Regions from separate parts of the Mus musculus genome. Here regions 2, 3 and 4 are each linked to region 1. The links are chromatin contacts, called in public Hi-C, HiCAR-type and HiChIP or PLAC-seq maps. All regions are on one chromosome and are shown on one strand. The core of a region is the stretch at or near the end of the contact, and the rest is flanking DNA. Distances in the headings are between cores, read along the strand shown.

The links. A called contact is a pair of places that touch in the nucleus more often than the background predicts. HiCAR-type assays count read pairs that join an accessible place to other places. HiChIP or PLAC-seq counts read pairs in DNA pulled down with a chosen protein or histone mark.
Region 2: a HiCAR-type map of astrocytes shows a contact between it and region 1, with 2.2 times the contacts expected there. The contact joins the enhancer-like site here to the promoter of Rtn4ip1 in region 1. A contact is called at or near these places in 14 of 39 promoter capture datasets (the 3T3-L1 cell line, 3T3-L1-derived adipocytes, embryonic stem cells and 9 more), 1 of 15 datasets of contacts at CTCF or cohesin (the NIH/3T3 cell line), 1 of 484 Hi-C or Micro-C datasets (liver), 10 of 115 datasets of contacts at active chromatin or transcription factors (the NIH/3T3 cell line, astrocytes, bone marrow-derived macrophages and 7 more) and 2 of 9 other capture datasets (adipose tissue and liver).
Region 3: a contact with region 1 is called in an H3K4me3 HiChIP or PLAC-seq map of embryonic forebrain, with 4 times the contacts expected there. The contact joins the enhancer-like site here to the promoter of Rtn4ip1 in region 1. A contact is called at or near these places in 1 of 15 datasets of contacts at CTCF or cohesin (the NIH/3T3 cell line), 1 of 484 Hi-C or Micro-C datasets (bone marrow-derived macrophages), 10 of 115 datasets of contacts at active chromatin or transcription factors (acute myeloid leukemia, bone marrow-derived macrophages, embryonic basal ganglia and 6 more) and 3 of 9 other capture datasets (adipose tissue, liver and pancreatic islet).
Region 4: a contact with region 1 is called in a Hi-C map of cardiomyocytes, with 2.6 times the contacts expected there. The contact joins the enhancer-like site here to the promoter of Rtn4ip1 in region 1. A contact is called at or near these places in 2 of 39 promoter capture datasets (both in liver), 3 of 484 Hi-C or Micro-C datasets (cardiomyocytes, cerebellar granule neurons and palatal mesenchyme), 1 of 115 datasets of contacts at active chromatin or transcription factors (bone marrow-derived macrophages) and 1 of 9 other capture datasets (pancreatic islet).

Annotation. Positions count from the first base shown.
Region 1 is chr10:43,897,867-43,905,122 of GRCm38.p6, reverse strand. It overlaps Rtn4ip1 (reticulon 4 interacting protein 1), which reads right to left and starts at 3,316. Exons shown (of 9, transcript NM_130892.5): 1 at 2,587-3,316. The coding sequence starts at 2,860. It overlaps Qrsl1 (glutaminyl-tRNA synthase (glutamine-hydrolyzing)-like 1), which reads left to right and starts at 3,387. Exons shown (of 11, transcript NM_001081054.2): 1 at 3,387-3,509. The coding sequence starts at 3,486.
Region 2 is chr10:43,525,869-43,532,274 of GRCm38.p6, reverse strand. Mtres1 (mitochondrial transcription rescue factor 1) reads left to right here. Exons shown (of 4, transcript NM_026411.2): 3 at 1,605-1,677. Among named protein-coding and RNA genes, the nearest start is that of Mtres1, 12 kb to the left of the region's middle. Within about 2 kb of position 4,489, at least 92 of the 459 cell types and tissues checked have an H3K27ac peak or open chromatin away from gene starts, as enhancers often do. A contact at or near this core is called in astrocytes, embryonic basal ganglia, embryonic forebrain and 3 more, where this site is marked.
Region 3 is chr10:43,617,393-43,624,624 of GRCm38.p6, reverse strand. All of the region lies in intron 2 of F930017D23Rik (RIKEN cDNA F930017D23 gene), which reads right to left. It overlaps Gm51800 (a long non-coding RNA gene), which reads left to right and starts at 886. Exons shown (of 2, transcript XR_003949001.1): 1 at 886-1,287. Within about 2 kb of position 5,249, at least 27 of the 459 cell types and tissues checked have an H3K27ac peak or open chromatin away from gene starts, as enhancers often do. A contact at or near this core is called in embryonic forebrain, where this site is marked.
Region 4 is chr10:43,451,405-43,457,963 of GRCm38.p6, reverse strand. It overlaps a transcript of Pdss2 not described here and the pseudogene Gm3699. Among named protein-coding and RNA genes, the nearest start is that of Bend3, 24 kb to the left of the region's middle. Within about 2 kb of position 3,138, at least 7 of the 459 cell types and tissues checked have an H3K27ac peak or open chromatin away from gene starts, as enhancers often do. A contact at or near this core is called in cardiomyocytes, where this site is marked.

The sequences.
Region 1 (7,256 bases), core at 2,067-4,566:
CAGATTTACCTTTAAGCCCAATGTAAAAATAAGAAAATTTATAATGAAGTAAAATCATATGCAGCTAGGAGTAGCAATCTACACAAGGCTACAGGGGAGAGTTGAAATACCCCCAGCACTGAAAAAAAAGTTAAAGTAGACAGTGAAGGAAAGATATTTTCAATGTATTATAATTGTTGTTGTTATTTTGGTTTTGGGAGACACTTTAATGGCCCAGCCCTAGATGGCTTTGAGCTCCCTGCTAGTGTTTTTTCTGCTGTTCTGTGAGAGTAGCTAGGCCAACCTCAGACTTGCAGTGTAGCAAAGTATGACCTTGGCCTTCCAATCCTCCTGTTCTATTCTGCAGTGCCAGAACTGCAGGTGTGCACTGACACACCCTGCTTCTGCAGTGTTGGAGCTCAAACCAGGGCTCCGGTCTGGCAGCTATCACCTGAACTATCCCCCAGTTTCAGGAGTTTTCCAGATACAAACATTTTAAGACTCCAAATCTTTCTCTAAATTTCTTCTGAAGAAATGCTACTAGTCCTTATCTACCAGATAAAGAGAAAGAAAGTGATTTCAGGAATACTTTACTCAAATATCCACAGTATTATCAAGATAGCATGCAATTAATATAGAATTCTTGGCTTTTGTTTTATGGTTGTTTGTTGCTGTCAATGCCGGAGATCTTGCCCACGGCCTTACATGGCTATACAAAGGAATTTCTATTACTGAGCCATACCTCTGTCCCTGATAAAAATCTGACTAAGATATATCTAACTCTTTTCTCTCTTACTAAGTATTTGAAGTCTAGTGTATTTTACAGTGACTGCACTTTCAGTTCAGACCAGGAACATGCGCTTCTCAAAGCCATACGTGGCTCACTGGCCGCTATCCTCACCAACATAGCTCTAGGAAGTCACTAAATGTGCTAAATGCAACATTCAAAAGTAGAGACCCAGAGGCTCTCCAGGTCTGGTATGCCTGCAATCTGAACAATGTGTCTTTAAAAAGCATCTTCTTTTCCAAGTCTTTATGGGGCAACCTTTCCATCATTATTTCAAGTAACAGTGTAACAGTGTAACAGAAGACAGAACCATGTATGAAAATCCAGATGTCGTAAAAGGCATCAAAGAGATGTACTGAAGTGTAAAACAATGCTAACTTGTCTCAATTTCCTGGATTATTTTGGAAAATTATTTTTACAACTTATTAAATTGTATTTATTTAGGGCATAGCAAAATGTGGCACAGGCAACTTTCCATGGTGATTTCTCTCCTTCTACCATGCAAGTCACAGGGACTGAACCTGGGTCTTTGGGCTTGACAGCAAGTGCCTTTCCCCACTGGGCCATCTCACTGACATACACAGTTCTTCTATCCCAGAAACCTCTTTGGAATTAAATCCTGTGCTATATCAATCACTGCCCTACACTAAGTCATACATGAGCACTCCTGCTGAGGCACTGAAGGCCACTGTAGGCCCCCACACAAGCCCTTCAGAACACTGACCCAGGGTTAAACATGGCAGCTTCCTTAACCACTAGGTAGTTAACTTCCTGTGAATTGGTCATCTCAGAACATATTCATCTTCAGAAGACACACGTGAGTTCCCATAAGCGAGACTGACAATATTTTTGCCAGTTTTTTCCAGAATTAAAGTAATTTATAAATACAAATCAATTTGTTCACCACTATAATAGAACCACAGTATAGAATATAAGAATACATTTAAGGAATGCTCTCCCCAAGCTGTTCAATATGACCCAGCAAGAGAAATTAGGATAACATTATCCCAGCTTCAGCGGGTGTATAACAAGAAAACACATTTAAGCTGGAGGTGGGGAGTGGGGAATGGGGATATGAGAAATGACGAGGATGCTGTGCCCCTATCAGGAGTTCTGCTCTGTTGCTTGGTACACTGGGCCTATAACAGAAGCTGTGAACCGTGGGACAGCAAGAAGGATACAGGAATTACATAGACCCAGACTCTGAACTGATGGGGAAACATAGCCAAACTCTGGAGCCTGTGCTGGACCCTAAAATTACCACAGAGCAAATTAACTGTAGATATCACTTCTCGGTCCCAACTCATATGTGAAAGGAAACAAACACATTTAATAAAAGATTAAAGTATACCTTAGCAGTTGTGACAACAAAACGTCGTAAATATTTGCAGGGATAGTATCAGAAACCAGATGGCTCTGCCTATAGTGGTGCTTGCTACCAAGCCTGGTGGTCAGTTTAATGCCCGGAGCCTACCTGGTAGAAGGAAGAAACTCACTCCCACAAGATGTCCTTTGACCTCCACTTGGGCCCTGTTCCACACACCCAAACACAAAATAAATACATGTAATAAGAAACCTAAATGACTCCCTCACGCCAACCTAAATGTAGTCTATTAACTAGGTGTGGTCTACACCTGCTAAATCCCAGGCCTGGAGAGGCAGAGCAGGAGGGCGGCAGAGTGGAGACTAGTCAGTGGTATACAATGAATTGGAGGCCAGCCTGGGCTAGACAACGACCCCTTGTTTCAAAAGAAAAACAACAAAACACCTGTGTGCCCAGTGAATTTTGATTTAAAACCAAACAAACCCGGACAACTTACTTCTCATATTAACATCTATAGGATTTACACTGGCAGCGTGGACTTTGATAATGACTTCATTTGGATAGTGTATGATAGGTAACATCATGTTCTGGGTGAATCGAAGGACTTCATTCTTTCCATATTTATCTATCACCCAAGCGGGCATGACAGTGCTCCTCGCAGACGTAGTACTAATGCCTCTAAATGGTGGCTTTGGGATAACTGTCCTTCTCCAGAAGCAGGCGGCGGCACAAGCACTTCTTCTAAGTACACAGGTCTTCAAAACGCCCATCCTGAGCAGGGATGGAGAACGTTTCCTCGAAAAAAAGAAAAGAAAAAAAGAAAAAGAAAAAAGAAAGGAGGAGCGGGGGTGGGGGGTGCGACGGTGGAGAGAAAGGACCTGAAGCAGGTCAAACTAACACATTTCAATTCAGCCAAAATCTGCCAAACCCACAGGTCAATTAAGCGAGGGGGAGCTTTCAGAAGCAAACTCAACCTAAAGCCGCGACGGAATTAAAATAGAATTGCTACTGTGCTCCCCACGTCAGAAATGTCCCAGTTGGCGTCCAGTCAGTACACTGGCCATTCCTTCCTTACGCTCTCCTTCCCCTTAAGGAAAAAAAAGCAAGCAAGCAGGGAGTCCTCAGAGGGACAAGCAAACAAGGCTAGCAATTCCTAGGTCAGGCGGATTCCTGACACGACCCCGGCCGCGGTCTCCTTGCCTGTCCGCGCGCCTCCGGTCGCCGGCGCGCGAGCCAATCGTGTGCAGAGATCATTTCCGCCGCCCGGAACTCGACCAATCCAGGCGCTCGTTGTTAAAGAGGAGCCAAGATGTCTGCGCCCATGTAACGCCGGTGGCAGAGATTGACTCCTTCCTCTGTTCCGGGACCCGGTGCTACCGGCTGACTCCGAGGGCTATGCTGGGCCGGACTCTCCGAGAAGTGAGTGGACATGGCCAGGAGGGGACCAGGGAGGGCTGAGACACTGGAGGACTCGGAAGTTCAAGGTCGCCCCGGGTCACGCCGCACGGCACGCCCCCCCCCCCCGACCGCCTACATTCCTGAGTGGGAAGTGGGATTCGAACCTAAGCTCTTACCGTACACGCTGAGTCAATCCCCTAGAGTCAGAACGTCAAAAAGTTTGAACCCCTGAGCCGTGGAGTGGAACGACAGTCAACCCGCGCGATTAGGGAGAGGTTTCTCAGACAAGCCATCTCAGTCCCGTCGCTGCTGTGCTCGCTTAGGGACGGGGCGGTTTTGTAGCATGCACATTTGAAACAAACAAAAAAATTGGTGGCTTAAAAAAAAAAACAAAAAAAAACTAGGATTTCTACCACATCGTGTTTGAACATCTACTTAAGCTGTAGGTCGCAACCACAAATGTAGGAGAAAATGTGACAGCAGTTTTGAAAGGGAAGGAGGAGTGTTCCTGAGACAGTGGGCAAAGTTAATTCAAAAATCAAACTGTGAGTTGTGAGTTCAAGGTGTTTCTGACCGCACCCAGCGGTGCTTCCTCACGACTCTCTGCAGCAGGGTATGTGTGCACTGCCCAGCAAATGCTGCCGGAAACATCTCAACTCAGAATCGAGAGTATTGTTTATTAAGATTTAACATATGAGCAACTTTTCTAAACTTGTAGAAACATAATTATTTAATTTCAGAAAGCAAAACCTTTTAATATTTTACTAAATCGTTTTTCAGCTTGTCATACCCTAAGTGTGAAATGCGTGCATCTTTGGGATTTGTTGCTTTAAGGTGCTTGATTCTAAAAATGGCTGAGTTATTGACTTGAGTCTCATTCAAAAATCACTAAATAAGTTTTGATGTGAGATTATTCAGCTTTTTCCCAATATGGCGCTAAACATGCTCCTACAATTTTGTACAACATATTTATGCAAAGTGGTGTTCTCAGCACTGATATATCAAATCAAAATATTGGTAAACTGAAAAAAAATGAAAAACGTTGAGGAAACCTACAGCCAGGATTTAATTCTTTATTTAAAAATAAGCAAGTCTATGCATTTATTGGTATGCAGGTTTACTTTCATCTTTAATAGTAGAATTATGTACACCAAATAATTTTGTAAATATCTATATTTATTTATTTATTTATCTATTGTATATGGGTCTTTTGACTGCATGTATGTCTGCACACCAGAAGAGTGTATCAGATCCCATGTCACTACAGTCTTAAGTGGTTGAGAGCTGCCTTATGGGTGCTGGGATTTGAACTCAGGGCCTGTGGAAGAGCAGCCAGTGCTCTTAGCTGCTGAGGCACTACTCTAGACTCCATAGAATGGTTCTAAAATCAAATCCTTTATGATTTAGCAATTAATGCCTTGTATACCTACTTTGTATCTCAGTATACCTGTGCTTTGCAAAGCTTGTCTAGCACAAAAGGATTGTGAGTAGAAAAAGCTTCAGAAGCCCTGCCCAGGCTCGTATCTGTGAGGGCCTTCTGGAGGGCTCTTCCAAATGCCCAGAACACTCTAAACAAAGCAGAGGTGTCATTGCCCAAGCCAGAACAAAACCGGGAAGCACACCGTTACCCGTGGGTCTGTACACTGCCCTTCACTCTCCCTGTCCATCAACTCACTAAGCCCTCTAGTCTGTTCTCTTGAGATACCGTCCCACCTTAAGTCTTAGTCTTGCTTCAATATGGCTCGCCTGCCTTTGTTTGGGGCCAAACTCTCTTCAAGCTTTACAACAGTCTGCTCACCCACTCAGAATCACCTGGGGCCTTAGTTAACCTTCAGCTGGTTACCACACTAGACTCAATTAGAAAGATCTGTGTGATTAAAGCCTAGAGTGTATGGCTTAATGGGGTCTCTGGGTAGATCCTGGTACCTTAGTATTGAGTACCTATCCTGCCTACCGCTTCCCTCTCCCTTTTGTGTCTCCATTTGAGAGTCTTTTCTTTTTCAGCTGGCACCATTTCAGTGATATATAGATATTATGTTAACATATGTGTATATGTACATATACACATGTGCATATACATTAAATTAACATATCTGTATATAAATATGTGTGTATGTATATATAAACATATATGCATATATGCTAATATATTTGTATATAATATATAAGAAAGGTGACATATATGTTAAATATATATAAATGCTAATTTATAAAATTACAATTACCGTACATTGTATGTGAGATATATATAAAATCTTACATAGTATGTGGCATATCAGATAGAGTCAAGTCAAGTTAACAACTGGGAAGAGCCATCACACATATACTGTTAGTGAAAAATCAAATTTGTTCCTTTTTTTTTCTTTTTTGAGTTAGACTCTTGTTCTGTAGCCCAAGCTAGCCTTACTAAGTTTGTTCTCTATAAGGAGTGGGGAATCCATTTCCTCGAGGTTGACACTGGTGTCCTTGCTGCATTGCTGGCTGTGTGCAGAGCAAAGGAGGGAAAGGAGGAGCAGATGTGGAATGGCTGCAACCAAGAGTTGGGAGGGTTTAGGTTATGGAAAATGGCTACAACCAAGTAAGGTCAGGGAATGGAGAGCCAGCTAGCATTCCGCATCAACTTGAGGAGGCTTTTGGTTGCTTTGATTTGATTTGTTTTGAGACAGGGTCTCCTGTAGCCCAGGCTGGTCCAATACTTACTCTCCAGTTGAGGTTGTCCTTAAATTTCAGGTACTCTTGCTTGCACCTCCCAGTGCTAGGATTGCAGGCATGAGCCATCAACTAGCTGTGAACCTGAAGCAGGACGATGACAACAGCAGCAGTAGTCACAAAGGTGGCAGTGAACTAGGTGCTGAGACCACCAGCCGTGAAAGGCGGTGCCAGGCAGACTGGAGCCTCACAGGAGGAAAAGGGGAGAGTGTCTCCCAGAAGATGTGTTTCAGATGACCTTCAGAGAGAAGGGGAAAGAGACAAGGAGACCAAGAGAGCGCATGCCCACCCCTCCTTCCCCACGGACTCTAGTACGGGATAGATAGGATAGATAGGTCCGAGCAAAACCAGGAGCCCACTACCATTAGCAGGGAAGTTCCAGGAGAGAACGCTTTTTAGTGAAAATGTTTTAAGTTATATTTAGATGTGGCATGGCTGTTCTGTCCCAGGAGGGCTGTCCAATTTGCATCTCATACTCCATGCCCAGGCCATTCCATCTAATTAGCATCTTTGTCTCACTTCTCTTTCCAATTCCCTTACTGATTTCTCAAATTGAGAGTTCCTAAAAATGGCCCTAAGGAAGGGCAGCACTACTGCAGGTAAGTGGCCTGGGCACCGGCCCCACCCACTGTGACTGCCCTGCCCGTCACTAAGTCAGACAGCAGCTTGACATCTCAGACGGCCAGCCAAGGCAGGCACGATCTTCACTGGTACAGCTTTGCCTTGGGATGGACCTGCCTATATACCCTCATTGGTTGGTTTACTTGTCTCATTAGTGCATGAACAGCTAGGCTTTATTAACTTTCTTGGATAAATGAAGAATCTGAACTCACTGGGGTTGAGTGTGTGCTTGTTCTAGGGCTTTGCTGTCCTCTCTTCCCTTCTCCATAGTTTTAGAGCACACTGTTCTCTCCCATGGCTCCCCAGCTCCTTACTTCTGAAGCATTGCATTTGCTATAAAGATGCAACAGACAGCTCTTGTCGCTGAATTTCTTCCCTAAGGTACGCCTAACTGCCCATCCCATCCCAGGACCCCTCTTGCAACCTCCCCATGAAAGG
Region 2 (6,406 bases), core at 3,240-5,739, 370 kb after region 1:
TGACAGCCGACAATCAATTCCTGGGGTCCACAGAGGATAATGAAAGAACTGACTCACACAGTTGTCACAGATACATGTGCCAGGGCAGATGTGGACCCACAGTCACACACACACACACACTAAACTAGAATGCAGTTTCTGGGCATTGAGGTGGCTTGCATATAGACATGCCGACTTGACTCTGATTCCTGATCCCAGAAAGGAGCAGGAGAGAGCTGGTCTCTGAGGTAGTCCTCTGGCCTGCACAGACTCACTATGACGGTACATTCTCAGAGATGCACACAAAGGACTGCAGTCCGACCTAAAGCTCTGGGCCATGCCTGCAGTCCCAGCATATGTGGGGCTACGTCAGGAGACAGTTAGAAGCCGATCTGAACTATATATTGAGAGGCTGTCTGAGGAAGCAGAGAGTGGGTTCTTGGACCAAAAGACTGTTGTTTTGGGCTCCTAGTAAGCGGCCTTCTGTACATACTGGAATGTCTCTGCTGTGATTAGGGCTGAGAGGGCTACTTTAGACGGTAACGGCCAGGCTCCTTTTTAAAATGTATCCAGTGTCCATGTGTGATAGGCAGGATGTGCAGACCCTATCATGTGGACTCAAGACTGCATTGTGAAGTTGGTTCTGTCCTTGCAGCTTTGTGGGTTCCACCTCCAACCCCCCACCCCCTTTACCCTGTAAAGCCACATTATCACTCTATAGCCCATGCTGGCCTACAACTCACTGAAATCCTCCTGCTTCAGCCTCCAGGTAGGATTAAGGTCTGTGTCCAGCACTGTGCCTAGGCCCAGCGTGCAGGAGGCTGTTGTGCGTGGATTTGAGCTGTGACAAACACCGTGTCCCATGCAGCGCCTTCACAGGGGTGGGAGGGTGGATGCTGAGGTGCCTTTAGTGCAGCCATTCTCTCTGCTGGGTGCTGCTAGTGACCAAAGTGTGGGTTCACTCTCTGTTCTCTGTCATTGATGGGGATAGCCAAGGTAAGAAGAGCAAATTGAAGATTTCCGTATGTAATTTGTATCTTTTGTGGCATCACTAATTGTGTCCTTTACTGTTTGAATCCACAGAACATATAAGACTGTAGGCCCTGCTTTGAGCATCCTGATCAGGATTGCTGGTTGCTGTCTGACATCTGGCCAACTCCTCTAGGGCCTGAATGCTGGCTGCTCCCTTTATTAAGCAGAGCCAGGTGTCAGTCATCTGGAGTCAGGTCACCAGGGGGTTAAATTCAGAGGTGAATGGCTGTTTGATTGGAATTACTCCGCCCTGGGTGCACACAGGCAGTTCCATATGTGTGGTGCCTGGTTTTGCACTCTTGAGTGCCAAGCAGGTAGCTGAGGGGCAGGAAACCCCCCTTTCATTCTGACCATTGTGACTCATGAGCAGCCACCTGCCTGAGAAGCAGCGAGCCTTTTCAGAGTCAGAAGTACCCTGTGGTCTCCTGTTAGATGCCCGTCAGTGATGGCCGCTTTCACTTCGTGACTTTCGTCCAAGCGCAGGGTGCTGTGGGGACTCACCGAGCAGACGCTAACAGCAGCTGCTTTTCTCAAAGCTGTGTGATCATTGAGTGATTTCAATTTTAAGTGGTTTTTTTTTTTCTTTTTAATAGCAAAGTAGAAGATGCATTCTACAAAGGTGAACTCAGACTGAATGGGGAGAAGTTGTGGAAGAAAAGCAGAACGGTGAGCCAAACCGCCGCCATGACAGCCCCACGGTCCTGTCTGTCGCTCTGCTACTCAGTGCTGTCCCTGTGACTCCCTGGGGGCCCTGGTGCCTTCTCTGAGGTCCTCTGAGTCCTGGTCATGCTTGTGGGAACCACCTACAGGCCACTGTCTCTTCTCGGCCATTGAGTCCTGAGAAGAATTTGGAATCAGCCACCCTCAGGACTGCGGCCATCCTTACTCAGACATCTAGGTATTAACGTTAGCCCCATGGAATCATGGCAAGTAGATGACACGGGAAAGGTTGACCAAGCAGGGTCACCTAAGCAGGGGTGTGACTCTGGTCACTTCAGCAGGGGCTCTCCTTGGAGCTCTGCTTTCTGACAGGCAGCTGGCAAAAAAGATGCCCCTCATTTCCCAACAAGTTCGTATTAGCACTACTAATTGAAAGACATGGAGCCAGGGTGGTGACACCTTGTCACCCCAGCACTGAGTGGAAGGCTGAGGCCAGAATGTGGGTCCCAGGTCAGCCAGGGCTGCACAGTGAGACTGTGTCTCAAAAAATAAACCACACAAGCTGGTGAGATGGCTCAGTGGGTTAGAGCACCCGACTGCTCTTCCAAAGGTCCAGAGTTCAAATCCCAGCAACCACATGGTGGCTCACAACCATCTGTAACAAGATCTGACTCCCTCTTCTGGAGTGTCTGAGGACAGCTACAGTGTACTTACATATAATAAATAAATAAATATTTTAAAAAATAAAATAAAATAAACCACACAAAACCCCCAACTGATAAAAGGAGGTACTTCCAACATTTGCTGTGTAACATGTCTCTCTGTCTGCCTGCCTGTCTGCCTGCCTGTCTGTCTGTATCTTTCTGTTTCTCTCTCTCACACACACAGATACAAACATACACACACTCGTGTAAAAGTAAAATTCTGTTAAACAGTGTTCTTAGTGCACGTATGTAAAGCCGCACTCGGGAAATGGAGAAACGGGGATCAGGAGTTCTAGGTCAGCCTGGGCTACCTGAGATGCTGTCTGCACACATACACATACACACACATACACACATAAACACACACACACACAAAGGCAGAGTCAGGAAGACTGCCACAGATTCAGCCAGCCAGATCTGCTCATCTCATCTAGTTCCAGGCTGGCCAAGACTATCTTAACAACAACAACAAAATAATGTATTCATATGTTCAATATGCTCCATATATTTTGAATTAAATATTACTCATATTTATCTTAAAATAGGTTTTTATGGGATATTATTAAGCTTTCAAATGTATTAAGCTTTCTTTGTGCTTGAGTGTCTTGCTTGTGTGCGCGTGCGCATGCAGTCCTGTGGAAGTCAGAAGACCCCCCTGGCACTAGAGTTGCAGGTGATTGGTTGTGAGCCACAGTGATTTCTGGGAACCACACCAGGGTCCTTTGCAATAGCAACAGGCAGCTGGCCGGAAGATGCTCTTAACTGCTAAGCCGCCCCTCCAGCTGTAGTCATTTTCTTCATGCCTTTTATATTTTGAATTTTATTTTTTTAATTTATTTTATGTATATAAATGCCTGCAAATATGTTTGTGCATAATTATGCCTGCTGCCCACAGAGGCCACAAGAGGGTACCAAGTCTCCCAGAGCTGGAGTTAAGGATGGTTGTGAGCCGCTGTGGGAGTGCTGGGTACCAAGTCCAAGTCTGCAAGAGCAACAACTGTGCCTGGCTGCCGCGCCAACTCCCCAGCTCTCCTCTATTAATTTCCTTCATGCCTTTTATTTTCCAGCTTAAAAAAAATATATTTAGTTGGGGAGTGGGGAGTGTAGGACATGCATGTCACGGCATGGATGTAGGTGGAGGTTAGAGGACAGCGTGAAGCAGTGGCTTCTTTCCCACCAACCCTCCATGTTGGTTTCAGGGACAGAACTCGGTCGTCAGGCATTGCTGCAAGGTGCCGGGCCTGGCTGCCTCACCCTCCCTCTGAGATACAGATAATGAGGTTTTTGTGTATTTGAGACAGGGTCTCACTAAGTAAGACTAGGCTGGCCTGAACTCAGAGAGATCTGCCTGCCTTTGCCTCACGGATGTTCTACCATGGTTTTTAACCATGAGATTATCACTTAACAAAACTCAATAAGGAAAATGTAAGAAAGCTTTAATTAAAAGTTTGGAAGTGGGACTAGGGACGCAGCTCTCCTGTAGGGTGCCTGCCGAGCATGTGAAAGAAGCCCCAGGTTCAAGCATGCGGCAGGCGGAAGGGTGAGAAATTCAAGGGCATCCCCGCTTGAATCTGAGGCCAGCCTGAGATGTGTGACACCTGTCTGGGGATAGAGGGTGGCTTAAAACCTATGGCCCTTGCTTGGAAGCGTAACCCATCAGCACTGAGGGGTAATGAGGAGGCAGACGGTTTTGAAGGGTGGTTTTTATTCTCCTTTCATGTTCCGAGGCCTGCTAGGGCAGGATCTGAGCTACCTGGAGTTGCCCTGGGGTGTGGAACAGGAAGTGTGTCTGTCATGTGTGCATCGGTGAACATTGAGACTTTGAGTGCCTGCTCCTGGGGATGATGTAGTCCATTGTTGCTGCCTGTGTGGACACAGAGAGATGGCCTCCATTCTTGTCTCACCTGTTAGTCGAGGCCCGGGAGCTCTGATAACCTTGGCTGGCAGGTGCAGGATGACCCGGCAGCCATTGTTCAGTGAGCTGCACAAAAGCCACTGCTCCAGATGGGCCTTCTCCACCCTTCTCTATTGCTTTCTGGGCTGTGGCTGGGCTGCAGTACCTCTGGATGCCCTCCTGGCTGGACTCATTTGCAAACTCCATAAGCCTGTTTTTCTTCCCCTGCTTTGAGGTATTGTTAGCTGCAGCCTAATTGCTCTGCTCCTCCTGCCTTGGGTGTTCTGTTGCCTCAGCCGCTTTCCAGATTCCTCCTGAGGGTCAGCAAAGGCAGAGGCCGGCATTAACACTAGCTCCCTGCCTCGTTACTAAGAAGCCTGGTAGCCATAGAAACTGCAGCTAAGCAGAGATTTGAAATGTAGATATTTGAAACAGCCCCTAACCCCAGCCAGTTTTGCTTTGTGTCTTGAGAGGACCAGGCCTTGGATGGGACTAAATAAAGCATGCCTGCTTCCCCAGCCTGCTCCGTGGAGCCAGAGCCTGGCCACAGGCCCTGAGGTCCAGCTTGTCTGGTGCTGCAGCTCAATCCCTCTGTTCCCCGCCTGCCACTGAGCAAAGCTTTTGTGTGTTCTGCAGTCTAGGCGGGGTCCAGAGTGCACGGTGCTGTGTTAACCCTGCTCTGCGGAGGTGGCTTGAGAAGCCAAAGTGTGGGGACTCACTCACACACCCTGCCTTAAACTCCCCTCCCAGGAGCTGGCTGCACTAAGAGCAAACATTGTCTGAGCCCTAGAAGGAAGAAATGTCATCACTTTTTTCCCCTTTCCCTTTTAAAAACACTTTTATTAGCACATATTAATTATTCATAATAACATTTCATTTTTCATGCCTGTGTGCAATATGTTTTGATTGTATTCACCTCTCCATTAATCTCTCTTGGGCCCCACGCCTGACTTCCTTCCTTTCCCCTTTATACTCTTGCAGTGTCTACTCCTTCCTCTTCCCCTCCTCTTCCTCCTTTCCTGTCTCCTTCAACTTTTTTTTTTTTCTGTAATATGATCTCACTAAAAACTTGCAGCAATCCTCCTGCCTCTGCTGGGTTTATAGGCATGAGCAACCATATCCAGCCTAAGTAACTGGGTTGGTGAGATGGCTCAGCAGACAGCGGTGCTTGCTGCCAAGCCTCGTAACTAAAGTCCCTTCCCTGAGCCCATGTGGTTGAAGGAGAGAACAGCTCTGCAGAGGTTTCAAGTTCCACACAGTGTGTCCCACACCCCAAACTAAATGGTTTCGAAATTTTTAAGTTAGGGGCTCGAGATGGCTCAGCAACTAAAAGTGCTTGCTGCTCTTGCAGAGGTTCCAGGTTCGATTCCCAGTACCACATGGTGGCTGACAACTGCCTGTGCTGCAATTCCAAGAGCTCCATTCTACCTGTGACCTTCAGGGGAACCAGGCGTGCACATGGCACCTAGCCATCCACGCAGGCCGATGCCCACACACAAATGCATCTAAAAGACGGAAGTGACTGAATGAAATGGACCAGTTTCTAAGCTGTGCATGACCGCTTATGGGGGGGGGGGCTTGGTTTCTTGTTTGTCTTAGTATACTCATTTTAAAATCTGTAAATAACTTATTTTATGTGAATGGGTGTTTTGCCCACATGTGTGTCTGTGCAGCATGTGCACAGCAAGGCAAACAAGAACAGTGACCACTGTTAATCACTGAGCAATCCCTTCAGACCCTTCAACAGAGTCAGCGGCCCACATATGAGATGCTTTACTCAATAGAAGCTGGGTGGGGGTTCGGGGTGGGGGAGGGGGAGCACCATGCTCTTTCTGGCTTATATTTTGGCAGAAACAGCAGCGTGTAGCCAGGCTGTTTTGAGCACCTCCTGAGTTCCTGGCCAGATTCTCTAATGAGCTGAGTGAACCAGGTATCTGCCAGGTGTTGCCATGTGCCAAACATGGACCAAGTCCTTGCAGAGGGCCTGGTGGTAACATGGCTCTCCAGGGTGACAAGCTTTAGCAGCAAGTCCTCTGGTAAGGTTAGTTTGGCCTCAGCTCCTGGAGCCAACTCGCCTCTTGTGTGCTGTCCACCTCTGTGGTCTGAAGCTGGTCTCTTTCCATGAGTCTCTCTCATG
Region 3 (7,232 bases), core at 4,000-6,499, 280 kb after region 1:
CACCAGACCAATATGGTTTAGAGGCTGTTTTGCCCTCACAGGAGTATGAAACCATAAATCCCTGTCGCCATAAACTGGTTTTCTGGCAAAACCTAGACAACTAATGACATTTAATATATTTCAGCTCGAATGGGTACTTTAGGAATTGCCACCAGCTTGTAAAGTGGCCATAAAACTAAGGTGAGCTAATGTGTCAGCTGCTTTCAATGGCCATTCTTTCCCCGACTGTTTACATTAGATCTTGGTTCCTCAATGGGATTGGGGCAAGGCTGGTGGTAATTAATAAAATCTGTTAACCACTTTGTTCAGATTCTCAGAGCAGTGTTTGCCCATTGGAAAAGAGTAAAATGTTCCTGAGCTATGCCAGTGTCCAGAGTCTCTACTACACACACTGCTGTTAATGTTGGGGAATCAATAAAGATGGCGCTCTCACCAGATGTGGAGAGCCTGGCCATTTTCCTTCATCTGATTGTCATAGCAATGCCATCAAGAGGTAAGACAGTTGCAAGCACCACCCCGTGTTGGTTCAGGCCAAAACGAAGCCACCATCAGCAAAGACACTAACCATCCGGTGGCACAAAGATGCTTATTCCTCATTCGTGGACCAGCAGTGAGGTGATTGGTCCAGGTTGCGAGTTGCCCTGCTCTGGAGTCATCTGGGAAGTCTCCTGTTGCGTCCTCACCCCGAATCTCCTGAGTCTTTTGTTGATATATTTGTCTTGTTTTGTTGAGACAAGAGTCTCAGTCTACAGCCCAGACTCACAACTATCCTCAGCCTCCCCAGTGCTTGCCAAGGCCCTTTGTGGTTCAGACCAAGCAACTACAGATCCAACGGGGGATTGGGGGGGGGGGTGGTTTATGGCACGGATGAACAGCGCAGGCCCAGAGGTATGATACGCCACTTCCGGCCACTTCCGGCCACTTCCTGTTGGAAAGAACATGGCCGCATTGTAGGAGGTAGCTTCCTGAGTTCAGTCATCTCAGCAACTGGTTCCACCTTGCTGGTAGGATCAAAACTGAGCTCCTGTTCCCAGGCCCCGGAACCCAACTTCTGTTCTGCATCTTCAGATGTTTCATGTTTGTCTGCTAACCAGTAAAGGCTGTAAAGAGGGAACATGCCTCTCTCCCGTTATCTCAACCGAGGCACACAAGTCATGAATGTGCAGCCTGTCTTGGCTTAATGGACTTCATGCAGCTTGCCCATTCCTTTGTCCCCTTATCATCCTAAACTCTAGCATCCAGGAGGGGACCTGACTGCAAAAGCTGACTCAAGGTTCCTGAAACCAGGTGATCCGGATAAAACCCAGTCACCATTGTTAACGTCTTTACTTAACTCCTTGTGTCAAAGTATGATTAGTCAATCCAACAGGCCACCCTGATCCTCCTTGGTAAAACGAAAATGTATATTATCCTTTTGGGGATATGGTTTAAATTCCAAACTGACCGACTCCCTTCACGCACAGAAAATGAAGCTTTTATTTTTAAGCTTCTGGTGAGGTTTTTGTTGTTGTTGTTGTTGTTGTTTTTGGTTTCCATCCTAAACCCCACATTGTTATTAGAAGGGTGGTCAATGTGCATTATGTGTCCACAAGACGAGGAAAGTAGATTTTAATGATGACTATCCAGGTTTTTTTGTTTTTGTTTTTGTTTTCATTTTGTAATGAGGATATTGAAAATCATCCATATATTTGTTTAAAACAAAATTAACTAATTCATTAGCATAATGCTACCATTTCTTATGACACTTCTTTTTTTTTAATTAGATATTTTCTTTATTTACATTTCAAATGTTATCCCCTTTCCTAGTTTCCTCTCCAAAAATCCCCTTTTAAAAAAGCATTGTTAATGAATTAGTCAGTATGTGCCAATAAAACAGAATGCACACTAGTGAGCTTTCTGAGGAAGTAGCCTCGTGACAGCAGGGGCTGGCAAGCCCGGGGAAGGTGTAAGTTGGCCTGGTGAGCTGGAAGCCCAGGAAAGAGCATCAACTCCAGTCCAAAAGCCTGAGCTACCTGGATTCCTTTTCCTGAGGGAGTTAGGCCTTGTACTGTGAAGGGCTTCAGAGGAATAGATGATATCTATCACATTGTGAACATTCACCTCCTTTACTCAAAATCAACTTGTTTAAATACAAAATATCATAAAGGAAAAAATAAAGCCTCCACAAAATGATCCAGAATAATGCTTGACCTGGGCAATGTGGCCCAGCCAGGTTAGCACATAAAATTAAAGTTTAGCAATTTCATAAACCTTAGAACCTCATTTCCCTCTCACTGTCCCACTTGAAATGTACCTGCTGTCTTTTTGCACCTGCCAGTGTCTCTGACATCACCCTGAAGCCATCAGAGTGGCTCCAGAGACGGCTTAGTGGATGAGACCACTACAGAGCAAGCAAGCTAAGCGAAGCTGAATCTGGATCCCAGCACCGGTGTAAAAATCCAGCCATAGCCTGCCGACAACCCCAGCCCAGCGCTGCCTGCCGGAGCCCAGAGACAAGAGGCTCTCTGGAGCTTGCTGGCTGCCAGCCTGGCTCCAGATTCAGTGAGACTGTGTCAGGGAAAGATGGTGGCGAGTGATAGAGCAGAAGATCTGCTGACCTCTACCTCTGCGCACACACATGCATACACACACACGTGCAGGCACAGGGGTGCACTCTCGCACACACTCACACAGAGGGACAGAGAGAGACTATCATCACACTAACACAATGGGAAATAAAACACATGTGTCTATGGGTGTCTTTACATTTTTTCATCACTACTTTTTAGACTTTGTGGCGACACTATCCCCCACAAACCACTCAATCATTTCTCAGGAGGCCTAAAGAAGTCATTTTAAAAGAAGGGGAGGAGGAAGGCAAGGTAGGAATAGGAAATGTAGAGAGGGACCTGCCAGACTACTAGCTCACAATGCAGCCTCTGTCAGCTTTCCAACCGCTCTTGAGAAAGCCCTGCATTTATATGGTCCAGCGTTCTTGTTATAAAAAATTAACAAGCACCTTTAGTCTATCTGTGGCTATATCCAGCCGAGCTGTGGGCATCAGCTGAGGCAGACTTCAAGTCGGAGCTCTGGGAGGCACTGGCTGCCAGGCGTTAGCCAGCCGAACAAACAGGGATGATTTGAAAATCAATGTCAGTAACTTCTAGGCAGTCCCTAAAATATCCTGTCTGCCCAGTGCATGGAGTTCCAGAAAGTGCTGTGCTGTGCCCTGTCCTACTCCACCTGCAAAAGGGAAAAGCTGTACACGGCGTCTGCCGGGACTGCTTAGCCTGATGTGACGTCCTGTGTGGCCTCGGCCTTCCCACCATCGCCAAGAGTTCTGGCTCTCCATCTACCACTGTTAGTTAGTTCCTTATAACCCACAAAATAATTTTGAAGGTGTATAAATCACCAACTTGCTTTTTTAAAATATCATATTATGATAAAATGAATGGTGTTTACCTCATTTTTTTAGAAAATACATTATTTTTATTTTATGTGTACGTTTGCTCTGCCTTCATGTATGTCTATGCATCACGTGCTGCCAGAGGCCAGAATTGGACATAGGATCCTCTGGGTCTGGAGTTATAGATGGTTATGAGCTGTCACATGGGTACAGGAAACTGAATTAACATCAGTGCTCTTAATTACTGAGCTATCTCTCAGACCCATACTTCACCACATATATTATACATATTACAAATTATACATACATATGCTTCATATATATATGTGTGTGTGTGTGTGAGAGAGAGAGAGAGTGTGTGTGTGTGTGTGTGTGTGTGTGTGTGTCTGTGTAACTATAGAACCTCAGAATTGTTTGGAAAGATGATAAAGCCGTCATTCTCTACAGTGTGCCCCCGTTGCAGAGACATGTGTACCTGACAGGAAGCATGCTATTTGCTGAGGCAGCCCAACCATTCTCTCCATCACACACACTAATCTTCCTGTGTCCGTACTGATTAATCAGCTGATTCTCCTACCTAGTCCGCTCTCCACTCAGAATAGGAAAGCTTTTCAATATTTAGTATTTACCAGTTCTACTATTAGCACACAAAACACAAAACGCTATAATGCAATGCTCCCATGAATCTGCAAATAACAAATTTTGTATGTGATAAGGCTGTTTATGTGATTCTTGTGGTCTTTAATAATAGTATCAAGTCATCAAAGACTAAAAAATAAGAATAAAAATTATCTCTATAATACACACATGCAGTTCTTGATTCCACCGTTCACTTGGGAACCGTAGTACTGGCTTACTGTGTCCAGAAGCATTTCTGTACAAACACAGATGTGTGTAGCACCTCCTCATTTTAATACAACTGAAGGTACTCCATACACACACTCTGCAACTTTTTCCTAATGATGTATGGAAAAGTTGAAAACCTGGGCTCAGAACCCCAGCACACATGTACAAACCGTGGTGGCCCATGCTTTTAATCCCAGGGCTAAAGATAGAGAGACAGGTGGATCCGTGGGGCTCACTGGAGAGCCAGTGTGAACCCCAGGGAGACACCCTTATCAAGAACAACACCCAAGGTTGTCCTCTGGCCTACACACATACACACACACACAAACACACACACAGAGAGAGAGAGAGAGAGAGAGAGAGAGAGAGAGAGCATGGGTGACTGAATAAGCAAATAAGTATATAATCTAAGTTAGGTTTGGTTCCATTCTGAAGTGACCATATGAATTTCCTATTTTCTTTTCTAATGTCCTCAGAGGTTTTCTTTTCAGCAATCTTTGAGCCTTTGAAAGTGTGAGGGGTGCAGACTTTTAAAATATTCCTTATTTTCGTGCTCACAGTCACGGGCTGGTTTTGTCAATACCGTTCATTGAACACAGCTGTGCTCACATGTGTATGCATGTTTTACACTACAACAGAGATAGTTGGGCCCACAAGCCCTAAAATATTTAGCTTTCTGGCCTTTTACAGAAAAAAAAATTACTATATTCTTATATAGGAAAAGGAGAAAAAATGGACTGATTGCTCTTGGCATAAACTGTGCAGAGAAAAAACAATTCACTAGGGAAAAAAAATTGAAGTAAAATGGTGGGTTTCTTTCCCCCGTAGGAGCTGGCGCACTGTGCGTCTTCATCTTTTTATTAATCACACCAGTTCTCCTTCAGGAATACCTCAGATTTCTCATCATTTTCCTGCCAGCTTGGCCAGAAGCCACTTGTTCAGGTACTAATGAGATGTGGGCTGGTCTCTGGGGAGCCCTGGGCTGTGGCAAGCAGGGCTTCTTTGTTTTAATCCGGTCCTATGGAATCCAGGTTCCACCACCTTTCTTTCTTTCTTTTCTGGCCTTTCTTTCCCCTAGGACTGACAAGAGCCCCCTTCACACTGGCTTTTTTTTTTTTTTTAATGTGTTGTAATAAGATCTGAAGGACTTTTTCCCCAGAATAGTAAACAAAGGAATTTCCCCGCGTCTCCATGGGTTGCACCAGCTTTTTAAGGCTCCAGCTGTTTGCCCTTCCTTTCTCTGACGTTGCACTTCTCTCCACGTTACTAATGAATCTCATTAGACCCATCCAGAGTTGGCTTCTCCTTCTCGCAAGGCAGCTATGAAGTACTGAATATTTAAGGGGGCACTCACAGAGAATCTCATGAAGAAAGAGCCAAAAAGAAGTGCAGGGGGAAATGCTTCCCAGTTGAGCCATGTTACGACAAACTGGAAGACACTTGGCAGATGTTTAATTTACTGTCTGTTTTCATGCTTTGTTCATTATAGTGTTCAGTCCTCAACTACAAGTTCATGAGGTACATGGAAAACCCAAGGACACTCATACAGGGCTAAAATGCTAGAAATAAATACTGTGTGGAAAGAGCAGTCACACTTCTCAAAGTAGCTTTACATACAGAGCTCTATTCAGTTCCCAGGGTAATCAGGTGGGCAGAGCTGCGCAGAAGGGAAGTCATAGGTAGAGAAGAAACCGGGGATCTTGTATTTGCTAAGCAGGAGGCCACACCCCACTCTGAATTATTCGGGTCTTCTATAGATGAGACCTTCACATTATTCAAAACCCTCACATAAACTCATCCATGACTGCAGAGCACAGCTCCTCCCCACTCTCACCCTCACCCTCCTCTCACCCTCATCGTCCTCCCACCCTCACCCTCCTCCCATCGTCACCCTCTTCTCACCCTCACCCTTCTCCCATCGTCACCCTCTTCTCACCCCCCTCTCACCCTCATCCTCCTCCCACCCTCACCCTCCTCTCACCCTCCTCCCACCATCACCCTCACCCTCCTCTCACCCTCATCGTCCTCCCACCCTCACCCTCCTCCCATTGTCACCCTCTTCTCACCCCCCTCTCACCCTCACCCTCCTCTCACCCTCATCCTCCTCCCACCCTCACCCTCCTCTCACCCTCCTCCCACCATCACCCTCACCCTCCTCTCACCCTATTCTCACTCTCCTCTCACCCTCAACCCCTCTCACCCTCCTCTCACCCTTACCCTCCTCTTACCCTCATCCTCCTCCCACCCTCACCCTATTCTCATCTTCCTCTCACCCTCACCCCCTCTCACCCTCACACCCCTCTCACCCTCACCCTCCTCTCACCCTCACCCCCTTTCACCCTCACCCTCTTCTCACCCTCCTCTCACTCTCACCCTCCTCTCACCCTCACCCTCCTCCCATCCACACTCTCCTCTCACCCTCACACCCCTCTCACCCTCACTCTCCTCCCATCCTCACCTTCTTCTCACCCTCCTCTCATTTTCACCCTCCTCCCACCCTCACCCTCCTCTCACCCTCACCCTCACCCTCCTCTCACCCTCACCTCCTCCCACCCTCACCCTCACCCTCCTCTCACCCTCACCCTCCTCCCACCCTCACCCCTCTCACCTCCCCCCCCAACCTCCTCTCACCATCCTCCCACCCTCACCCTCACCCATCCAGTGTTTCTCCCATTCTCTGTACATCCTGCTGGAGATGTCTATGTACACGTGGCTTCCCTTCTTTTTACATAAATATATTGACATTTTTCTCAGTGGCATATCTAAACATCTTTCCAATGGTATCTGGTAAACTTCCTATTTCTCATGGTTTATAGTATTTTATGAGTAAACTTTGATCTGTTAGCATCATTAGTCTTGCGATCATTGTCATTGCTATTTTCAGTGCTATGGATCAAACTCGGGGTCCTGGAAATGCTCAGCACACACTGTGACCACCTAACTTCGGCCCTCTCCAACCCTTTATGATTTTTTAGAATAGTTTTATATTTGTGAATTTTTA
Region 4 (6,559 bases), core at 1,889-4,388, 450 kb after region 1:
CTAGGGAAGTTCTTTAGGAAGAAAATCCCAATCCAGACATTTTAGTTATTCCTTTATTGCTATGAAGAGACACCATGCTCAAGGCGACTCTTACGAATGAAAACACTTAACTAGGGGCTGGCTTACAGTTTCAGAGGTTCAGTTCATTCTCGTCATGGTAGGAAGCATGATGTCCTGCTGGCAGACACTGAAGTGGTGGCTAAGGACTGTATCCTGATCCATAGTCAGAGAGAGACACTGGGCTTGGCATGGGTTTTGAAACCTGAAAACTTGCCCTCAGTGACACACTTCCTCCAGCAAGGCCACACCTCCTAGTCCTTCTAATCCTTTCACATAGTGCTACTTCTCAATTCAGTATTCAAATATATGAGCCTATGGGGTCCATTCTCCTTCAAATCACCACACGAGCCAATGGAATATTCCATTTTGCCTCATGTTCCATGGAGATAACAATTGCTACTCATGGTACCCAACACTCAGAGGCCGAGGCAACCGTGGGCTGTACAGTAAGACTTTATTTTACAAGAACAACAAAACAACGCCCCACCCCCAACACACACACCATTCTCTTTTACTAACATGGAACCTTATTTTCTTGATTCTATCATGGGCAATTTCTGACTCAATTGTAGATTTACTTTGTTGTTGTTGTTGTTTGTTTTTGACACAGGGTTTCTTTGTATAGCCCTGGCTGTCCTTGAACTCCCTCTGAAGACCAGGCTGATCTGGAATCCTCAGAGATTGCCTGCTTTGGCCTTGCTGAGGTTAAAGGCATGGGCCACCATCACCCAGCTTTGTCTCAGTGTTTTAAACTACTGATGATACAGTAATAAAGAAAAGAAAATCTACAATTAAGCCGAGCGTGGTGGCGCATGCCTTTAATCCCAGCACTCAGGAGGCAAACAAACAAACAAACAGCACTGGGCCAGGCTTGGTGGTACACGTTTGGAATCCCAATACTAGGGAGCCGGAGGCTGGAGAATTGTCACCAGTGTGAGGCCTGCTTGGGTTACATAATCAATTCCAGGCTAGCTTGGGCTATGAACTAAAATCCTGTGGAGGCTTGAAGGGCTAAAGCAACAAAGTCCTTGCACTCTGGGAGGAACAGACAGCTTCTGGGGCAGAGAGCTCACTGAAATCACCTTTAGTTCACCATTTTCCTCAATGGAGGAAAAGAGACACTGGGTTCAATGTGCTCGGGATTGAGTGGTCAGAAGTACGGCAAGATGAAACCCCCTCACGTAAATGACCCAGTGACCTTCTGACCTATATAATCAGCACCAGCAGAAAGCACAGGGAGCATACAGGCCTCTGGAGTCAGCAAGAGTTTGAGGGAAATCAGCCCACAGAATTCCAACAACCCACATTTACCTGCTACTGTTCTCTGAGTAGTCTAAGTTGAAATGTTTAAAAATTAGGCTGGGCTCGGTCTTAGCGCCATCTTCCTTGAGACTCCTGCGCCATGAGAGCGAAGTGGCGGAAGAAGAGAATGCGCAGGCTGAAGCGCAAGAGAAGAAAGATGAGGCAGAGGTCCAAGTAAGCCTGCCGGTGCACCCACGACGCCTGCAGGAGCAGAAGTGAGGGATGCTGAGGGCCGGGACAAGCTATCGGACTGTGTGCTGCCATCGGTAATGAGTCTCAGTAGACCTGGAACGTCACCTCGCTGCGATCGCCTGGAGAAATGACCGCCTTTCTTACAACCAAAACAGTCCCGCTGGCCCTCTGCCCTGGACCCCCGGCACTCTGGACTAGCTCTGTTCTCTTGTGGCCAAGTGTAGCTCGTGTACAATAAACCCTCTTGCAGTCAGCTTAAGAATCAAAAAAAAGAAAAAAAAAAGAAAAAGAAAAGAAAAGAAAAAAAGAAAAAATTAGGCTGGACTGGGCATGGTGGCGCACGCCTTTAATCCCAGCACTCGGGAGGCAGAGGCAGGCAGATTTCTGAGTTCGAGGCTAGCTTGGACTACAAAGTGAGCTCCAGGACAGCCAGGGCTACACACACAGCCAGGGCTATCTCGAACCTCCCCTCCCCCCCCCCCAAAAAAAAAATTAGGCTGGGCGGTGGTGGCGTCTCCCAGCACTTGGGAGGCAGAGGCAGGTGGATCTCTGAGGTTGAGGCCAGCCTGGTTTTCAGAGCAAGTTCTAGGACAGAGAAACTCAGTCTACACAGAGAAACCCTGTTTCAAAAGAGGACAAAGAAAATTTTATTTATTTATTTATTTATTTTCGAGACAGGGTTTCTCTGTATAGCCCTGGCTGTCCTGGAACTCACTTTGTAGACCAAGCTGGCCTCGAACTCAGAAATCCGCCTGCCTCTGCCTCCCAACTGCTGGGATTAAAGGTGTGTGCCACCACACCCAGCACAATTAAAAATAAAAAGGTTTTTACACTTATTTATTTTATTGTATGAGTTTTGCCTGCATATTATGTCTGTGTACCAAGTGGGTGCCTGGTGCCCACGGAGGTCAGAAGTGGGTGTCAGACTCCTCTACAACTGCAGTTCGGAATGGATGGTTGTGAGCTACCACATGGGGGCTGGGAACTGAAGCTGTCTCTTTCAAAAGCAGCAAGCACTCTTGAGTACGGAGCCATATCTTCAGCTCCTACATCTGAAAAAAAAAATTAAGGACTAGCTTCTTCGCTTCCAACGATTTTAATTAATTAATAGTTAATTTTTTGAGATGGCTAACTTCCAAAACACAGAGATTTGCCTGCCTCTGCCTCCTGAATGCTGGGATTAAAGGTGTGTGCCACCATTACCCAGCTAAATTTTAAACTTTCACATGTAGACTACTCAGAAGGCAGTATCAGGTAAATGTGGATTATTGGAGTTCTGTGGCCCAGGTATGCGACCCCTCTTATTCCCAGTAAATCAACAGTATACTTGCGTAAAATGTACAGAGTGTATTTGGCAAAAAGCAGGTAAAGAAGTGACTTTAGTTACCTACCACAGGGTCTCTGGTCTAGGCTACACTAAGTGAATGCGCTTTTCTCATGCTTAAATTCTTCTAACCGGGAGTGAGTGTGGCTCCTATCAGTTATAGAAAGAGGTGAGTGGGACCGCTTAGGACCTAAATATAGGGCTAAGCATGCCTGTCCTGGCAGGAGAGCTCTTTGGCTGATGGCCTGGCCAGTTTTCATGTGACAAAGCTTTCAAAATTAACTCCATGTAGACTTGCAAGTCTTTAGGGAATGAAGACATGGGTAGGCAAGAGATCATTTTAAATCTTCAGTCAGAGGCTAGCCCTGGAAGCAGAGAGGAAAAGCCTGAAACATCAGAGGAAACAAGTGGGGGGTGAGCAAGGAGACAGAACGGATCTGGGAGATGGCATAGAGGCTTGGGAGGGGGTCGCATGGGTGGTGGGAGTGTGTGTGGGGGTGGGGGTGGCTGAGCAGGACTGTACCTGAGAAGGATGGGGAAGCTGTGGGCCACAGCTGAGGCAGAGAAGTGGGTAATACAGTATTGTAATTCACACTTTTGAGTAGCTGGAGGGGAGGGCAGGGCAGAAAGGACAGACAGCAGGTAAGCCTGCCAAGATGCTGGTAAGCAGGCCTTCTTCTGACCTTTGCCACAAAGCTTCCAACATGTGACAACCAGCTTGGTGCTTGGCTGTTTCCTGAAAGACAAATGTAGTCACTGACTGTGACAAGAGATGGGGAGAGAGAGGGAGACCCTGGTCCCAGACCTCTGGCTCTGCAGCTCTCTTTCAGTAAGTGTTGGTTTCTCAGACTCCCTGTCTGAACTAGGAGATGCCAGGAAGAGTGAGAGGCCAAGACAGACATCCAGGAACTGACCATTGACCCTTTACAGCCTTGTCTCCATGAAGATCTAAGGAGCACGACATTTTGTTTTTATTTTGAGACAATGTGTTGGCACATACCCTAGGGTGGCCTCAAACTCATGATGCTCTTGAAAGATTGGTAACATTTATGCAAGAAGATTACTACCCTCTGGATGGAATGAATCTTTTTATCTTCACATACCCTCTCCTTTTCTCTCACCTCTTTCTCTGTCTTTTGTTTGTTTTGTTTTTTGTTTGTTTGTTTGTTTGTTTTTGAGACAGGGTCTCATGCAGCTTGGACTAGTCTGGAATCCATTATGTAGACATGAAAGCCTTAAAATCCTGATTCTCCTGCCTCTACAGCAGGTACAGGTATGTTCCACCATACCAGGTTTTATAATAAAGACTTTAAAAAAAATCCAACTAAACATTTAGAATAATCAAAAACTCTTTAATAAAAAGTCTTGTTAGCTGGTGGCACACACCTTTAATCCCAGCACTTGGGAGGCAGAGGCAGGTGGATTTCGGAGTTCGAGGCCAGCCTGGTCTACAGAGTGAGTTCCAGGACAGCCAGGGCTACACAGAGAAACCCTGTCTCGAATAAATAAATAAATAACCACAGTAAAGCTGCATGACTATACACATTCATAACAAACAAACTTGGGTGCTGGAGAGATGGCTCAGTGGTCAAGATCACAGTATCCTTACAGAGCACCCAAGGCTGAGTCCTAGAACTCCGATGGTCACTCACAGTGATTCCAGTTCCAGGGGCTCTGACTTCTTCTGGCCTCTGCGGATACCACGTATGCACATGGTGTACATACATGCATATGTGCAGTCAAAGCACTCATACACCGAAAATAAAGTAACTACATCTTTTTTAAAAATGATGAACTGTAACTTAGGACTGGGGAGATGGCCCAGTGGTTGAAGTGCTTGCCTTGTAAGCCTGAGGCTGGAGTTTTGATTCACCAGCCCCACCACGTGAAACTCCAGACAGTATGGTGGCTCGTTTGCCATGCTAGCCTCTGAAGGCACACAGAAGGGATTCCCAGAGCAAGTTGGCTAATGAGACCAGCCATACCTCTGAGTTCAGGGTTTGACTGAGAGAGCCTGCCTCAGTGAAAAAGACGTGTTATTGAAGATGACTGTGGACATCAGCTTTGGGCGTCCGTGTGCACCCACACATATGCAAACTTGCATAAAACATATGCGTGTGTGCTCACACACACACAGAGAAATGGAAAAAGAAAAACCACATAACTGTAGATGTAATTTTAGTTATGCAAAATTTACAAGAACTTGCTCCCATTCCCTGCTTAGCTTCTGTTGGAACTGGATAAATAAAGACTGGAGATGGGAATTAAAGGCTATGCTAGTGGTCAGGAGCAGCTCTGGGTCTGAGCTGCAGCCACACAGCAGAAGAAATGCATGTGGACTTCTGAAAGAAAAGAGGGCAGGCGTGAGAACTCTGATCCTCACGCGCCCCTCCCCCACACCCCTCGCTGAGCCTCTGAATCACAGCTACCTGGGACAGTCGGGACAGTAGGACCTCTGGATTCAGTCATCTTCTATGGTATTCCAAACAGGACCACTACTGCCACCAGGTGGCATCAAACTGTAGCCAGGCCTGGCATGAATTTAACATGGCTAGCTGGGCTCCCAGAGTCCTCAGCTGTGTGAACCCCCACCAGCCACTCCGTTGTCAGCTTCACAAACACAGTTCACACGCCTGGATTCGTGGCCGACTGTGGTCGGGTTTTACCGTATCGATTTATAACTAGAATTGAGGGGAGGCCTCTTAGACAAAATGATGAAGGAGATGAAATTAGACATTGTGATAAATATCTTATGCACACGAGTTCACTGAATCCCTTTTATGCATAAGGTATCAATAGAACAAAGCGAAAGTCATCTTTGTAAGTTAAACAGTTCCGCCTGTAAGTTAACTATTGCTGATTGGCAGACAATTCGTAGGGTGTGGAGACATGCAGACACAGCTCATCCCATGAGCTTATTCGTTGTTTCTAAAGTTTTAATATGGGCATTTCATGAATATCAGTTCCTCTACCTTGGGGGGTGTATATTATAAGTGTGTGATGGGAGGGTCCCCAGTGTGCCATGGTACATCTGTGGGAGACGGATGGTAACCTCAGGAACATGGTTATCTCACTTCTCCATGGGTTTGGGGACAGAGCACAGGTCTCCAGGGTCTTGTGGTACAAGCTTTTACCCCCCCTGAGACATTCTGCCACCTCCCACCCCCACCCTGGCACCCCGCTGTTTTTGAGACAGTTTCTCACTGAATTTAAGAGATCCACAATTTGACCAGCCCGGCTGGCCCCTGGGGTCCTGCTGATGGGATTTTCTCAGTTCTGAGATTACAGTGCACCTGTGCACCTGGCCCTGGATTGATGGATTGATTGATTGATTTTACATTGGTTCTGGGGACTCAAATTCAGTTCCTCATGCTTACACAGCAAATGCTTTACAGACCGAGCCATTTCCTCAGCTTTTAGAGTCCTCTCCTTCCTTCCTTCCTTCCTTCCTCTTTCTTTTTCTTTCTTTTCTTTCTTCCTCACTTTCTTCTTCCTCCTCCTTTCTTCTTCCTCCCCTCTTTTCCCCTCCCATTCCTTTCCCCTTCCTCCCCCCTCCTCCTCCCCCCTCCTCTCTCCTCCTCCTCTCTCCTCCTCCTCCTCCTCCTCCTCCACCTCTTCTTCTTCTTCTTCTTCTTCTTCTTCTTCTTCTTCTTCTTCTTCTTCTTCTTCTTCTTCTTCTTC